Linked DNA regions of Mus musculus: all the other regions are linked to region 5. A link is a contact called in public promoter capture Hi-C data. All regions are on one chromosome and are shown on one strand. The core of a region is the stretch at or near the end of the contact, and the rest is flanking DNA. Distances in the headings are between cores, read along the strand shown.

Region 1 (2,700 bases), core at 147-2,646, 2.3 Mb before region 5:
AGACCTGACTTCTTCCATACATATGCCCTCAGAGCCCAGCACACACCTGACATAGCTCCAAGAAAGATGATCAAGAACCTGATAAAGCCAGGTCTTTAAGCCCAGCACCAGGGAGGCAGAAGCAGCTGGTCCTTAGAGTTCGAGGTCAGCCTGGTCTACAGAGTGAGTTCCAGGAGAGCCTGGACTACACAGAGAAGCCCTGTCTTAAAGAAGAATAATTTAAAAATAAAACTAAACTAAAAAGACAAGAGAAAGAAAGAAAAAGGAAGCAAACAGATCAGATAATGATCTATGTTCTAATGATCTACTTACGTTCCAGACCAGCCAAGGAGGCTGTAGTTCAAAAAGGAACAACAGAAGCAACATTTAAAAAAAAAAAAAAAAAACCAACTCTAACCTAAAGAAAAACATACTAAAAAACTCGCTGATGCATAGTGCCCTTGACAAGACAAGAAAGCCAAGCCTAACTGGAAGAGGGACTAAGGTTAGTGTAAAAAAAATTGGATACATTTCTGTGAGTTTCACAAAGAAAGGAGATACTGTGATTTGAGAGAACCTTAAAAATATGAACTATCACTTAGTATGGGGAAGAAGGTAGTTTCGAGAAGGGCGTGCTAAACGCGAAAGGCGCAGAGTTCTGGTAAGGAATCCTTAACAAAAAATGTTGAATATGAAAATGAGCAGTCTTAGTAGAGTGGTCTTCAGACCGGATGACGTAAAGTCAACAGCTAGAGACAGAAGCATTTAGCTTTAAGTACGTTAGGAAGAGTGCTAAAAAAATAGGAAAACCATCGTGGCCACCTGAGAACAGTCGGCAAAAAAGGGCTGGAAGACAGACAACAGAGTAACCTCAAAAATTACAAGTGACAGGCTGAGTTGAATTTCTAAGAAGCTATGAGAGCTGCTTTTACAGGGAGCAGGGCCAACCGGGTGGAAATATGCTGACTATCCCTGCAGCGATGACGGAAAAAGGCTCGTCTCACGCGTCCGACACTTTCGCCCAGAGGGCAACCCAGACACCACCGAGTCCCGGGCGGACCCCGGAGCGCGCGCACTTCCCGGGGAGGCCCAGAGCCGCAGGCAGGCCCCGCAGGCACTCACCCCACAGCCACGCGGCGCCAGCGCCGGGCGGGCTGCGCGATGAGGGCGTCCCAAGCGGCTGCCAGCCGGCTCTCCGGGGACAGAGGTCCCACGGGCACTGGCGCGGGTCCCAGCCTCAGGGAGCTCCAGAGCGAGCGCAGCGCCGTGCCCGGCAGCTCCGGCTCCAGCAGGAACACGCAGCCCACGGCCAGCGCCAGGAAGCCGGCGCACGCAGAGCCGCGCCACAGCGCCATGTGCACACACCGCCGCACCGGTGGCTACAGGATCCTTTCTCGGCTCGCGCCTCCTCCCAGCTGGGCGCGTGCTGACGTAGACGTGCGTAACGTCACACCCGCGCGCCACAGGCTCTTCCTCCCGATGGGCGGAGCTACGACGGAACTGCAGCCCCAGTTATGGGTGGAGCTATGGGTGGGCTGGAGGCGGGACGACGACAGGGCTGGCGTTGGGGGTTCGCTCTGTTTAAGTCTTGGCGCTGGCGCTGGGCGACGCTGTTGTGCGATTCTGTCCTTGGATGAACAAAGGCAGTAGTGTGGTTCCCAATCCGTACACGTCTTCCCGATATTCACTGATAGCCTGAGATAGAGTGTGTGTGTGTCCGGGGTGGGGGCGAGAGAATACTTTTACTTCCCTAGTAAGATAAGACATGCAGATAACGAAGAAGCAGCAAACCTCGCGATTAGAGTAGTCGGTCTCCCATTGACAACGAGCCACGCTGTTGTCTCTTAATCCGTCCCTCCGCCAGTGTTTGACCTCCATGGTTTTACTAGGCCGGTTCCTTTCTAAGTCTGGTGCAGTGGCGAGGCGGAGGGTGCACGACGATGGGAAGGGCTTCCCGCGAGAGGAATCTGCTCAGACCCTAGTGGTGCTGGGCACGGGGAGTCCACCTCTTGAGATTTTCAGCTAGTCAAAGGCTTCCGCTAAGACTGAAGCGATCTTGTTCAATCTAGAGATCAGATTTAACACTCAGACCCCTTAGATAACCCTTTCGGAGGTGGTGTTCCTTTGAACAACCCCAGAGTAAGCCGCAAAGGGATACAATCATGTGTACAGTATGGAAGGACTATAGACTCGAGTTTTTAAATCCTGGTTTAGTTGTTCCGGGTGATACTACAGAAATCCAGCCCTTCCTCCTTTGATGTGACGGTTCTATGTGAGAGGGTAGGTTAAGAGGCAGGAAAGCTAGGCTTGATGTCCAGTTCATTCTCAGCCTCATCTAGCCTGGCCTATTTCTATTTTGCTAGTTCTGCTAGCTCCTGACCAATTTTCTACTCTGTCTATAATTTTTGAACTTGTTAATAGAAATGTGTTTCCCTGGCTTTGATCTTGGACGTTATCTCCCACCCCCACCCCCAGTATCCAAAGTGTTTCTGTTATGGCTCTCAGCTGTTAACTGGCCAGAGACTGGTTACTAGCCCAGACTAGCCTCAAGTTCACTGCGTTGTCAAGGGTGACTTTGAACTTTTTTTAAAAAGATTTATTAATTTATTATATGTAAGTACACTGTAGCTGTCCCCAGACACTTTTTTCTTCTCGCTCAGACCCCCGGAGCAGTCAGCGTTCTTAACCGCTGAGCTATCTCTCCAGCCCCAACTTTGAACT
Region 2 (2,700 bases), core at 48-2,547, 2.4 Mb after region 5:
GTCTCACAACCATCTGTAATGGGATCTGATGCCCTCTTCTGGTGTGTCTGAAGAGAGCAATGGTGTACTCATTAAAAAAAAAAAAAAAAAAAAAAGAGTAGAACAACACGGCCCCAAAGTGATGTAAGCCAGGCAAAACTGGACAATACTGGTATGTCGCTTTTGTTTGTTTTTTTTTTTGGTGGTGCTAGGGACTGAACCCAGGGCCTCATGAATGTTAGGCTAGCTCTCTGCCACTACACTATTTCTCAGCTAAATTGCTTTTAGTTACTATATTCTGTTTTCTGAGATATAGTCTCATGTACTACAAGTTGGCCTGAATCAGCTAAGGATAACCCTGAACTTCTGATCTTCCTGCCTCTGTCTCGAGGGCTGGGATTACAGGAGACCATACTCATGTAGCTAATCTCAGTTTTGGCAGCCCATGATGGACTTGCCTCCCAGCGGAGCCACCAGGAGCCTTTGACTCAGGTTTCATGCAGCCCAGCTGTCCCAAGAATAGACAGTAAGGACAACTCCATTGCTAGTAGCCTTCCTTGTGGGCCACTGATAGGTCCCAGAGTTGCCAGGACTCCTGAACTTCCGTGTGTCTGGAGGGCTTTTCCTAGCGGTCACCTTGATGGGGCGGCTGAAGATAGCCAATCGTTTAGGAGGGTATTGGTTAACCTCCTCTACCCTGCCTGCATTATTAAATTTCGTGAAGGCCTCACTTAGCAGAGTGGATGTAGGGAGTGATCTAGTTACTTTCCTTAAGGTCTTGAACCAACTGAGTAGTGTAACCTATTGTTACCAGAGCCCATTCCTCTGCTGAGGTAGAGTTTGCTTCGTCTGTTTCCTTTTTTAAAAAGTTATTTTATGATTTGAGTGTTTGACTGCGTGTATGTCGGCTTTTTGAGGATGGACCTGACTTGGGTAATCCCGCAAGCTCAACAACACACCTATTCTCAGTCTAGGATCAGAGGCCGGAGGATTGTGCCTGTTCTACCACACTAATCCATGGGATTTTCAGGCTCACAATCGCCAGGACCGACCCGGGGTGCCAGTCAGTGTGCTGGTTGGAACGGGAGGCGCACTCAGTGTCCAGTAGTCAGGCGGCCCTATGAGGCCACCGCTTGGCCACCTCAGTGTGCTGCAGCAGCATAGACTGAGCAGGCCTCTGTCTCCAGGGAGAAGTCACCTCTCGGGCCCCGCCTCCTTCCACCAGGCTGCGCCTCCGCCCCAATCCGGCCCCCGCCCCCGCCTAGGCCCGCCCCGCCCCCGGCCCCGCCTTTGCCTCCCAGCCCCTGCACCCCTCCCACTGAACTGCGGGACCCAGCGGAGCGGGCCAGGCTAGGCTGGCGACGCTGCCCGCTCCCGGGCTGGCAAGGGCCGCGGGCACCGGGCTCGGGGCTCCAGACGCCGCCGATGGGAAGCAGCACTCGAAAGGGCGAGAGACGACGCCGCGGCCACCCATACCATCGCGGTCACCATGGGGAACAAGCAGACCATCTTCACTGAAGAGCAGCTGGACAACTACCAGGTGAAGCCGGCGCGCCGCGGCCCCTGTAGTCCTCCTTTTTGTCCTTTTCCCAGGCCTCGCAAAAGCGGACTCACAGAGGTTCAAACCCTGCCGCTACCTTCAGCGCGCAGCGTCGCCTTAGGTGGATGACTTCCCCTTGACGAGCCTCAGTTTCCCAGGCCCGGGAATGTTAGAACATTCCAGTTAGAGTATTCTGTCAGATGCGCCTCACCCACCCCGTCTTCTCTTCCTTATTGACCTTCTTTCTGCCCTCCCAAGCTAGACCCCAGTCATTTCTTCCAGCCCACTGGGCATGACCCTCATCCCAGAAAGGGCTTGGTGTAGGGGGAGGACAAGAGGCCCCAAATGCAGGTTACAGGTTGGGGTGTGTTGTTTATATAACTACGTACCCACATCTCTTAACCTATTTTGTGATCCTAGTAGCCCTTTCACCCCGGATTCTTCCAAGTTCAGAGCTAGCTGTCCATATCAATGATCTCACAGCCCCCAGCCATGTGAAAACTTTTCTGTAGGTATGCGAGGGAACCTTATCTCCGGGCTGGCCCAGAGTCTTGCTCAGTTGCTTTAGCTCACCATGTAATGTCTCCGGACTTTCAGGGAACAACAGCTGTGGAGTCTTCTTTTTATCGCCTAATAGGTTAGGAGTGTTATGTCATATGTATTCCTATCTTAGATGTGTGCAACTTTTGTGAATATTCAGTTAGCGTGGAGCGGTTACCTCCAGTGTGACCCAAGTGATAGGATATGTATTGAGAAGAGCTCTAGTGGACAGGGGAGGTCAATAGCTCTTGGTTTGACTAGAAGGTTCAGAAAGAGTGCAGAGCTTGCATGAGGACTTGGGAAGTCAGGATTTTTTTTTCTGCCAGAAAGTTCTGGAAGGAGGCGTTTTAAGTGGAGGTAGATGCAGGCAAAATAGCCCAAACCCAGGAGAGAAGAGTGGTCTGGGGAGAGTGGGGAGCCTGCATCCCCATTAGGACCAGCCCGGCATTGGGTCAGACCCAGTCCAGTGTTGAGTTCTGATCCTTTGCCAGGGCCCAGCTAGACCCTGCCAGGGGAAGGAGAGCCATGAAACACGAGAGCCCCACATCTCCTTTCCTCTGGCTCTCTAGCATGCCCAACCCGGGCCGCATGGGGGCCCCAGGGTTACATTCCCTTTTCCAAGTAACTCTGGGCTTCCTGGA
Region 3 (2,700 bases), core at 58-2,557, 2.7 Mb before region 5:
CTTGGGGTGAGCAGTAGAATGAGGGCAGCTTAGGCTAGAAGTGCCAACTTTCTCAAGGTCTTTCACTGTAGAAGTCAAGGAAAACTGAGCATCTCCTCAGGGTTTGCTGCTTGGTTTCTGATGCTATTAAAAGGAGGGGGTAAAAAAAATCAGTTTTTCTAAGGAAAAGACAGTTATGAAATGACCAGCTTCTCCAACCAGACTGTTTTAGTAAAAAAAGACTTGAATCCTCAACACTCCATGGCCTTCTCTCAGGAATGGAGAGTAGATTTAAAAGCTGGAGAGTGGGAAAAGGCAGATGGTGGAGCACGGAATTCATTAAAAAAGAAAAAAAAAAAAAAAGAGGGGGCTGAGAGATGACCTAGTTCAAAGTTTTCATGTTACATATTTAATACTCCAACCTAGGGAGGTCACAAAACTTGCATAAGTAACTTGAACGTTTGATAGGGCCAAATCTATCCATTTTTTCATGTAATAACTAGTTCGGGGTGGGGGTGGGGGGCAGATCTGGAACCTTTCAAGAGGAGCTAGATCAAATAGAGACTATTAAGAGTGCCCAGAGAAGTGTGCTGTTAGGCTCAGTGTTTATTCTGGGGGATGGCAGCTCGCATTAACACGCTTGGTCTATTTCTATGAGATCGTGCCAACGGTAAATAAGCCTTCGGACGACCCACAAAGGTCTTTTTCTCTACGTCCATTGGCACTTTTCAGAGTGACCATTTAACGTATACCTAGTCAAGAGACGCCTCTGATCTCAACGTCTACATTCTGGGCTTGACTTCCAGCTCAGTGTGCTAGGAGAAGAAAACTCCACTCCAACGGAAGTGTCAAAAGGACTAGGCTACTAAACAAAGGGCGAAGGAGGGTGCGGAGGGGCGAGACCCGCGGGCCAGCGCTAACCCTAGCCCGGGCGGAGGGAGAAGACCAAGACGCTCGCGAGGACACCTGCGCATGCAGGGCAGGGCCTGAGGCCTCTTCTCCAGGTGTCCCCCAAAGCCCTCAGCTCCGGCCTTCCCCGTTAAGGACCCGTCTGCGGCTCGCCGCCGCCAGCCGCCCAGCCGAGCGAAGCCTGTCAGCATCCCTTACTTGGTCCCTCAGGCAGGGCGGACCTTGCCAGCAGCCCGACCGCCCCGCCCCATCCCCACTCCAGCCTCCCCACACGCCAGCCTAGAGAGTACTCACGGCGACCCCGGGCCGCGCGCGGCCGCCGCGGAGGGGACGAGCGGCCCGGGACGCCCCGCGGGGGCGGAGCGGCAGGCCAAGGGGCGGGGACCGAGGCGGGCGGGTGAGGTCGCGCACCACACGCCTCAGCGTGCGGTCTCGGGCACGCCGGGGCGCTCTGCGCATGCTCAGGCGAAGACACCGCGATCAGGTGTCCTCTTCCGACCAACCGCGGTGCGTGCTGTACCTGGGCGTGTCCCCACCCCAGGGTGCTAGCCAGGGCGCGCGTGCGCAGTGATCCAGAGTTGAAGGCGTGAGGAAGCGAGAGAGTGGCGCTTGCGCTTTGGGGCCCGGAGGGAGCTTGAGAAAGAGGTTCTCCGGACATGCCGAAATATAATGTTTTTCTTTGTCGCCTCGTGTGGTTAGGAGGGTTGCAGAAGAAGGTAATCTAGATTGCCTATATAGAGATACTGAGGTGCCCCTTTGGTGCAGCTTGAAGCCAGACAAAAATAGGAATCAAAAGTTAAAATTCTGAAATCTGACTTGCTCCCATGTTCATTTGCTTCGGTGTACCGACCGCACCCAGGCTTTCTCATCACACAGGGGACTGGGGACATAGCTCACTTGGAAGAGTGTTTGCCTAGCAACCACAAACCCTTAGTTTATGCACAGGTGTGTAAATCCCGTGTCGTGCCTGTAGTCTGTATAATGTTATCTCAGCATTCAGAAAGTTGAAGCACAAAAATCAAGTTAGAAGTCTTTTTGTTTTTTGTGGTTTTTTTGTTTTTGTTTTTGTTTGTTTTGTTTTGTTTTTCGAGACAGGGTTTCTCTGTATAGCCCTGGCTGTCCTGGAATTCACTCTGTAGACCAGGATGGCCTCCAACTCAGAAATCCACCTGCCTATGCCTCCCAAGTGCTGGGATTAAAGGCGTGTGCCCCCATAGAAGTCTTAAGCTACATAGCCAATTCAAGGCCAGCCTGGGATATATGAAACCATCTCAGAAATTAACTAAATGAAACATTTTAGTTGGGATGGAAGAGAAAGCTCAGCAGCCAAGATCAGTGGCTGCACTTGTCAAAGGCCTGGGTTGGGTTCCCAGCACCTACGAGTCAGTTCACAATAATTTGAAACTCCAGTTTCAGGAGATCTACTACCCTCTCTGGCCATCACAGGCACTAGGAACCAATGCGTTGCACGCACATATATGCAGGAAAACACAAACATGCATATGTAAAATTAATCTTAAAAAAAAAAAGTGGGGCTGGAGAGATGACTCAGGGGTTAAGAGCACTGGCTGCTCTTCCAGAGGTTCTGAGTTCAATTCCCAGCAACCACATGGTTGCTCAGAACCATCTATAGTGAAATCTTGGGCCCTCTTCTGGCATGCAGGTGTACATGCAGATACTCATACATTAAAAATAAAAAAAACCCTTAAAAAAAAAAAAGTGTGGGACGGTAGTGGTGCATGCCTTTAATCCCAGCACTTTAAAGGCAGAGGCAGATCTCTGAGATGCTAGTCTGGTCTACAGCACTAGTTC
Region 4 (2,700 bases), core at 135-2,634, 2.8 Mb before region 5:
CTTTTCAACCAAAGATCCCGATTGGTTAGAAATCAGGTAACAAGGTTTGCTTAAGAGGTCTTCTAGAGAAACTACACCAGGGCGGGGGGGGGGGGGGTGTGAGGGGGCGATCCAGCACTCTGATGGTGATTTGAAGGGCTAACCGGAGACCTACTAGGTAAGAGCATCATGACATTGGGCTATCTGAAAGCTCGTATGGGTAGGGGGAAAACCTAGCAAACCTGACTGGAAGTAAGCTGCGTGAGGGTCCCTATGAAAGCTCGGGTAGCGATGACTCGTAGGATACCCAAAGATCTGGGACGTAGCAATGCATTAGGAAGCAGTAGTGGCCTTGGTTCCCAGACAAGGATCCGCTCCGACATAACGGTGTCTAGAGGTTCCAGTCAGAGTCCTAAAGAGGGTCTAAAGAGGTTCTAGCAGGAGGTGGAAGGGGGCCAGTGACAGAAGCGCCGCGGCTACTGGTGGACAGAATGGTGTCTGGTCAATGAAAGGTACGGGAGAGTCGAGTCTGGGGGTGGAATCCCGGCGGTACTCCGGCGATTGCTAGGCTTTAGGGGCAGAGCTGCTGGCGGGGCGTCTCCGCCGGGGCGGGGCGGGGCAGCCCTCCGGGAGCCAAAGAGCCGAGCGGGAGACGTGGGCCGGGCCAGGCCAGGCGGCAGGGCCGCTGGGTGCTGGGGCGGGTCTTACCTCTGGCTGCGCCGCGGTGGCCACCACAGCCCCTTCCTCTTCGGCGGTAGCCGCTTCCCCAGCTCGGTTTCCAGGGTCAGAAGGAGAAAGCAGAGGCCGAGGCCGCCGGGGGGTAGGAGGGTTCCGCGAGGGTGGGCCCAGTCGCCTCAGGGTCCGAGAGAGCGGCGGCCGCGCATCCCCCGCCCTGTCAGAGAGACTCCGCCCGGACTGGGCAGGCACATCCCCCGCCGCACCCCGCCCAGAGAGCACGCGTTGGAAGCTAAACCGCGGTCCCTGCTTTTGCCCGGGGACCGGTATCTCCGCCGCAGTCCCTCCCCGTCCTGCCAGGACTTTCCGACGGCCACCGCCAACTGCCTCTGCGTCCCCAGTCCTCTCAGGCCTGCGCGCCCCCGACCCCGCTCACGCGGCCCCGCCCCGCGCGGCTCTCCAGCAGCAGCCGAGCAGGCGCGCGCGCACTTACCTCCCACGCCCCCTGCTGCCAAGCCCCGGACAGCCCCGCCCGGCCCCGCCTCCGCACGTGACGCTGCTGGAGCGGGCTGCCTGCGCTTGCGCGGACACGCCTATTTTCCACCCTCCGAATGGCCCCGCCTCCCCATTCCTTCTTCACTTTACGGCAGGGCTGAGACCTCCGTGTTAGATTCTCGATTACTACATAAAAACGTCGTAAGGTTGGAAAGGCAAACTCTGGGATTACGACCTTAAGTCTCACTTTCCGGCCAGTACAGAGCTCCCTGAAGGCTGGTTGGGTTGGTGAGGCCTGAGGAATAGGTAAGACGCCTCCTCCCTACTTAGGTTTGTCTCAGTTTTTGGAAGCAGTGGATCGCTTTGCGCTCCACGCAGACTCTAGTGTGTCCGAGCCCCTTCCTCATTCTGCAGCTGGATTCTCAGCGCCGCCCCTTTTCCACACACGCACGCCCCTCCCCCCACTTGTTCCCGCCCCCGTGGCCAAGTATTTCTTTCCATTCATTCCACAGACTTTTCACTGAGTTGTTTCTATGCTGTAAAATCCAGAATATTAGAAGAAAATGAAAAAATATCCGCTCTTTTGAAGTGCTGTGATGTAGGAAACAAAGAATCCGCAATGGTAACACAGTAAAATAACACGGGATGAGCTGAACACAAACGGGGGAGTGGGGGGGGGGGGGTCCTTGATTGCAGAAGAGGACTTTTCCCAAATGACTTTCAGGCCTGTGGAGAACTCGTGTTAAAACCTTGGTGGACCGAAACTGGCCAGAAAGAAAATGGGAGTAGAGAAAGGCTAGTACAAAGGCATGTGACAAACAACCTAAGAGTAAAAAGCAAGAGGATTGGCATATACCTAGTAAAAACCGCGCAGGTAGACTTCCATTTGAAACAACTAGACTATGTGGCGAGTGAATTTAAGGCCAATCTTGATCACAAGGCGGGGGAAACTTAACTATAACAAGTGCAAGAAATAATCAGATGCAGGTGCAAAGGCTGTTTTTGAAGATGGCTGATTGCCTGGGATGGCTGGCCTGTTAGCTCCTGAAAGAATAAGGCAGCTAGATCTCCAAGTGGGAAGCCAGTCTGAGCCAATTTTAAAAAAAAAAAAAAAAAAAAAAAAAAAAGCAGATATGGTAGTACACGCCGAGTTTCAGGCTAGCAGGGGATACATAGTGAAACCTTGCCTCAAAGAATAAAGTGAAGTTTAGCTCAGTGAGTAGAACAAGCACTAGATTCTGGGCTCTGGGTCAGTCCTGACTTGGGGAGGTCGGGGCGTGATGGGTGAGTGAAGGGTGAGCCATGGAACCTGAAAGTGAATGACTAAGGGTGAGGAGGGGTAGAGAAGAGAAAAACAGCAGGAGAACACGAGCTTGTCCGTCCATTAGAATCACCTAGGATGCTTTTTTTTTTTTCTTTTTTTAAGTAAAACTAATACCCCTCCAACAAACTATAGCTCACTAGATGACTAATGTTAAGGGTAGAGTCCAGCAAGCTACACAGGAGCGATGAGTGGTGTGAATAGACAAGAAGCTGAGGGAGTTGATTTCC
Region 5 (2,700 bases), core at 182-2,681:
ACAGTTCTGCAGTGGGAAGTACCTTTACACTGTTATCAACTGTTTCCATCTTGCAAGAATGCACAGGACAGGATAGGACAGGGTGGAAGGGTACTGGAGAGATGGTTCAGCCATTAGGTTAAAAGTACTGGTTGCGGGGCTGGAGAGATGGCTTGGCGGTTCAGAGCACTGACTGCTCTGCCAGAGGTCCTGAGTTCAATTCCCAGCAACCACATGGTGGCTCACAACCATCTGTAATGAGATCTGATGCACTCTTCTAGTGTGTGTCTGAAGACAGTTGCAGTGTACTCATATAAATAAAAATAAATAAATCTTAAAAACACACACAGCACTAGTTAAAAAAAAAAAAAAAAAAGAGAGTACTGGTTGCTCTTCCAGAGGACCTGGGTTTCATGTGGTAATTCATGACCACCTGTAAACCAATTCCAGGGAACTAACTGGAACTCTCTTCTGACTTTCTTCCCAGCATGGCACCCATGTGGTGTGCAGACATGTAGGCAAAACACACATACACATATGCATATAGGAAAATAAACAAATAAAAGAACAAAGGATGGTGCCATACCTCCACTTGGTAAAGTACTTGCCAAAGTGCGCACCATATTTGCACCAAGCCTTGGGTCTGAAACCCAGGAGAAAAAGAAGAAAGCTGCATTCCTATATCCTAAGACATTAAAAATACTTTTTTTTTTTTCTGTTTTGTTTTGTTTTGGGGACAGGTTTTCTGTCCTGGAACTCTCCTTGTAGTCCAGGCTGGCCTCGAACTCATAGAGACCTGCCTGCCTTCTGAGTGCTGAGATTAAAGGTATGCAACCACCACACCCGGCTAAGAATACTTTCTAAGAAAATTTGTTAAAAGTGACTATTATCAGTGTGGATTTAAGGTGTGCATCAGAGTGTTTGTAAAATAACCGGGAGTATTCAGTAGATAATTACTGAGCTTCCCCGTCAAGGTATCCTGAAGTATGCCATAGAAATGATCCCTAACAGGACCTTACGTGTCATACACCTGCAATGGCAGCAAGGCAGGAGGCCGAGGAAAAGAAGCGAACTAATTCCTAAGTGTCAGGCTCACCCAAGCCTCTTCTCCAGCCCAATAGATGCTCCCACCACACGTCCGTGAACTCTGCCGCCCTCCCCGCTACTGTCTCTCTAGCAATGGAGTCGTTTGTCTTTCGGTTACAGAATTCTCCCTGCCACACATAAATGTTCCTCATGAGTTTGAGCCAGACTGCCTGGAATACAACGACAAAAATATGGCCAAGTCCAAGTCCCCAAGACTGGCCAGCCTCCCCAGGTAACGGCTGCGAAGCCAGCCCTGGGTCATCAGAAGAAGTTTGAGCTTGCGGCTGAGAGAACGCCAAACTAGACAGGGCCAGACTTACCGCACGTCCGTACCACTCGCGCACGCCGCCAGTGCCTGTGCCGACTGACCAATTAGGTGCCTTAGCGGAGCTAGACACGCCCCGCTCAAGCTTGCACTCGAACTTCCGGCTCCGCCTACCGTGGTGCATCGCGGGAGTTGAGTCGGGCAGGACATTACTTCCGCCCTGAACTGAGCGACTCTTCTCCCTAGGGAGGGGCTTCCAGATTTGGTTTAGGCTTTTTCGGGATTCTAGCGAGATTGTCCGCGATACGGAGCCTTCAGTACTGATCGCAAACTTGCCCCGGATCCTTTCACTGACAAAACCGTGACTTCGTGGCCGCCACCTCTCCGGGTGTGCCCAAACTCGAGAGTTGCACTGACAGCCCTTTTGTCTTGCTTGTGCGATTTTCTGAATGGCTTTCAGGTTTCGAACTAATAAACGTTTCTTCCCTTCCTTTTTCCTTTCCCTTTCTTTCTTTCTTTCTTTCTTTCTTTCTTTCTTTCTTTCTTTCTTTCTTTCTCTTTCTTTCTTTCTTTCTCTCTCTCTTTCTCTCTCTCCTTTCTCTCTCTTCTCTCTTTCTTTCTTTTTCTTTCTTTCTTTCTTTCTTTCTTTCTCTCTCTTTCTCTTTCTCTCTCTCTTTCTCTCTCTTTCTCTCTCTCTTCCTCTCTCTCTCTCTCTCTCTCTCTCTCTCTCTCTCTCTCTCTCTTTCTTTGTATAGCCCTGGCTGTCCTGGAACTCACTTTGTAGACCAGGCTGGCCTCGAACTCTGAAATCCGCCTGCTTCTGCCTCCCGAGTGCTGGGATTAAAGGCGTGCAGGCGTGCGCCACCACTGCTATCCCTATTCTCCTTTCTAACATGACGCGGAAAGGGACCTGGCTCGATTCCTGATAGGTAACGTTCAGCATTTGAGTGCAGCACTTAGTCCGGTTTGAAAGTAGTTACATGAGTGACCGAGATTTAGGAGACCCTAAGCAAACCCATACATCGTGTCTGCAGGGTAAGACTTCTAGCATGTAAAATGAAAACAGGACTTGCTACTTAATGCTTATAATGTGAGCCAGATGCGTTGCTTCTAACACCTCAATGAACTGGGGTGTGGCTAGGGATGTTGCTCAGCAATCAATGTGTTTGTATAGCCTGCGCTAAACTTGCAGTGGCACCACCCTGTAATCGAACAACAGGGGGTGAAAGCAGGACTGGCTGGTAGTGCTAGCACATGCCTTTAATGCCAGCTTTCAAGAGGCAGAGAAAGGCAGATCTCTAAGTTAAAGGACAGCCTGGTCTGCAGAGTTCCTGGAAAGTCAGGAGCCCTGTGGGTGGTGGTGGGGGAGT

Evidence for each region. Promoter capture Hi-C pulls out the DNA fragments that hold promoters and counts their contacts.
Region 1: a contact with region 5 is called in a promoter capture Hi-C map of erythroid cells, with 32 times the contacts expected there. The contact joins the promoter of Adpgk here to the promoter of Snupn in region 5. A contact is called at or near these places in 2 of 39 promoter capture datasets (erythroid cells and pre-B cells), 1 of 484 Hi-C or Micro-C datasets (B cells) and 1 of 9 other capture datasets (liver).
Region 2: a promoter capture Hi-C map of liver shows a contact between it and region 5, with 5 times the contacts expected there. The contact joins the promoter of Cib2 here to the promoter of Snupn in region 5. A contact is called at or near these places in 2 of 39 promoter capture datasets (hippocampal neurons and liver).
Region 3: a promoter capture Hi-C map of erythroid cells shows a contact between it and region 5, with 13 times the contacts expected there. The contact joins the promoter of Parp6 here to the promoter of Snupn in region 5. A contact is called at or near these places in 3 of 39 promoter capture datasets (embryonic stem cells, erythroid cells and pre-B cells).
Region 4: a contact with region 5 is called in a promoter capture Hi-C map of erythroid cells, with 22 times the contacts expected there. The contact joins the promoter of Senp8 here to the promoter of Snupn in region 5. A contact is called at or near these places in 2 of 39 promoter capture datasets (erythroid cells and pre-B cells).

What each region holds. Positions count from the first base shown.
Region 1 is chr9:59,290,268-59,292,967 of GRCm38.p6, reverse strand. Adpgk (ADP-dependent glucokinase) reads right to left here and starts at 1,396. Exons shown (of 7, transcript NM_028121.2): 1 at 1,102-1,396. The coding sequence starts at 1,334.
Region 2 is chr9:54,558,787-54,561,486 of GRCm38.p6, reverse strand. It overlaps Cib2 (calcium and integrin binding family member 2), which reads left to right and starts at 1,297. Exons shown (of 6, transcript NM_019686.6): 1 at 1,297-1,519. The coding sequence starts at 1,469.
Region 3 is chr9:59,615,891-59,618,590 of GRCm38.p6, reverse strand. It overlaps Parp6 (poly (ADP-ribose) polymerase family, member 6), which reads right to left and starts at 1,307. Exons shown (of 24, transcript NM_001205239.1): 1 at 1,183-1,307; 2 at 1-123. It overlaps Gm51709 (a long non-coding RNA gene), which reads left to right and starts at 1,467. Exons shown (of 3, transcript XR_003948337.1): 1 at 1,467-1,604.
Region 4 is chr9:59,749,333-59,752,032 of GRCm38.p6, reverse strand. Senp8 (SUMO/sentrin specific peptidase 8) reads left to right here and starts at 1,384. Exons shown (of 2, transcript NM_027838.3): 1 at 1,384-1,455. Myo9a (myosin IXa) reads right to left here and starts at 859. Exons shown (of 44, transcript NM_173018.2): 1 at 688-859.
Region 5 is chr9:56,949,639-56,952,338 of GRCm38.p6, reverse strand. It overlaps Snupn (snurportin 1), which reads right to left and starts at 1,431. Exons shown (of 9, transcript NM_178374.4): 1 at 1,386-1,431.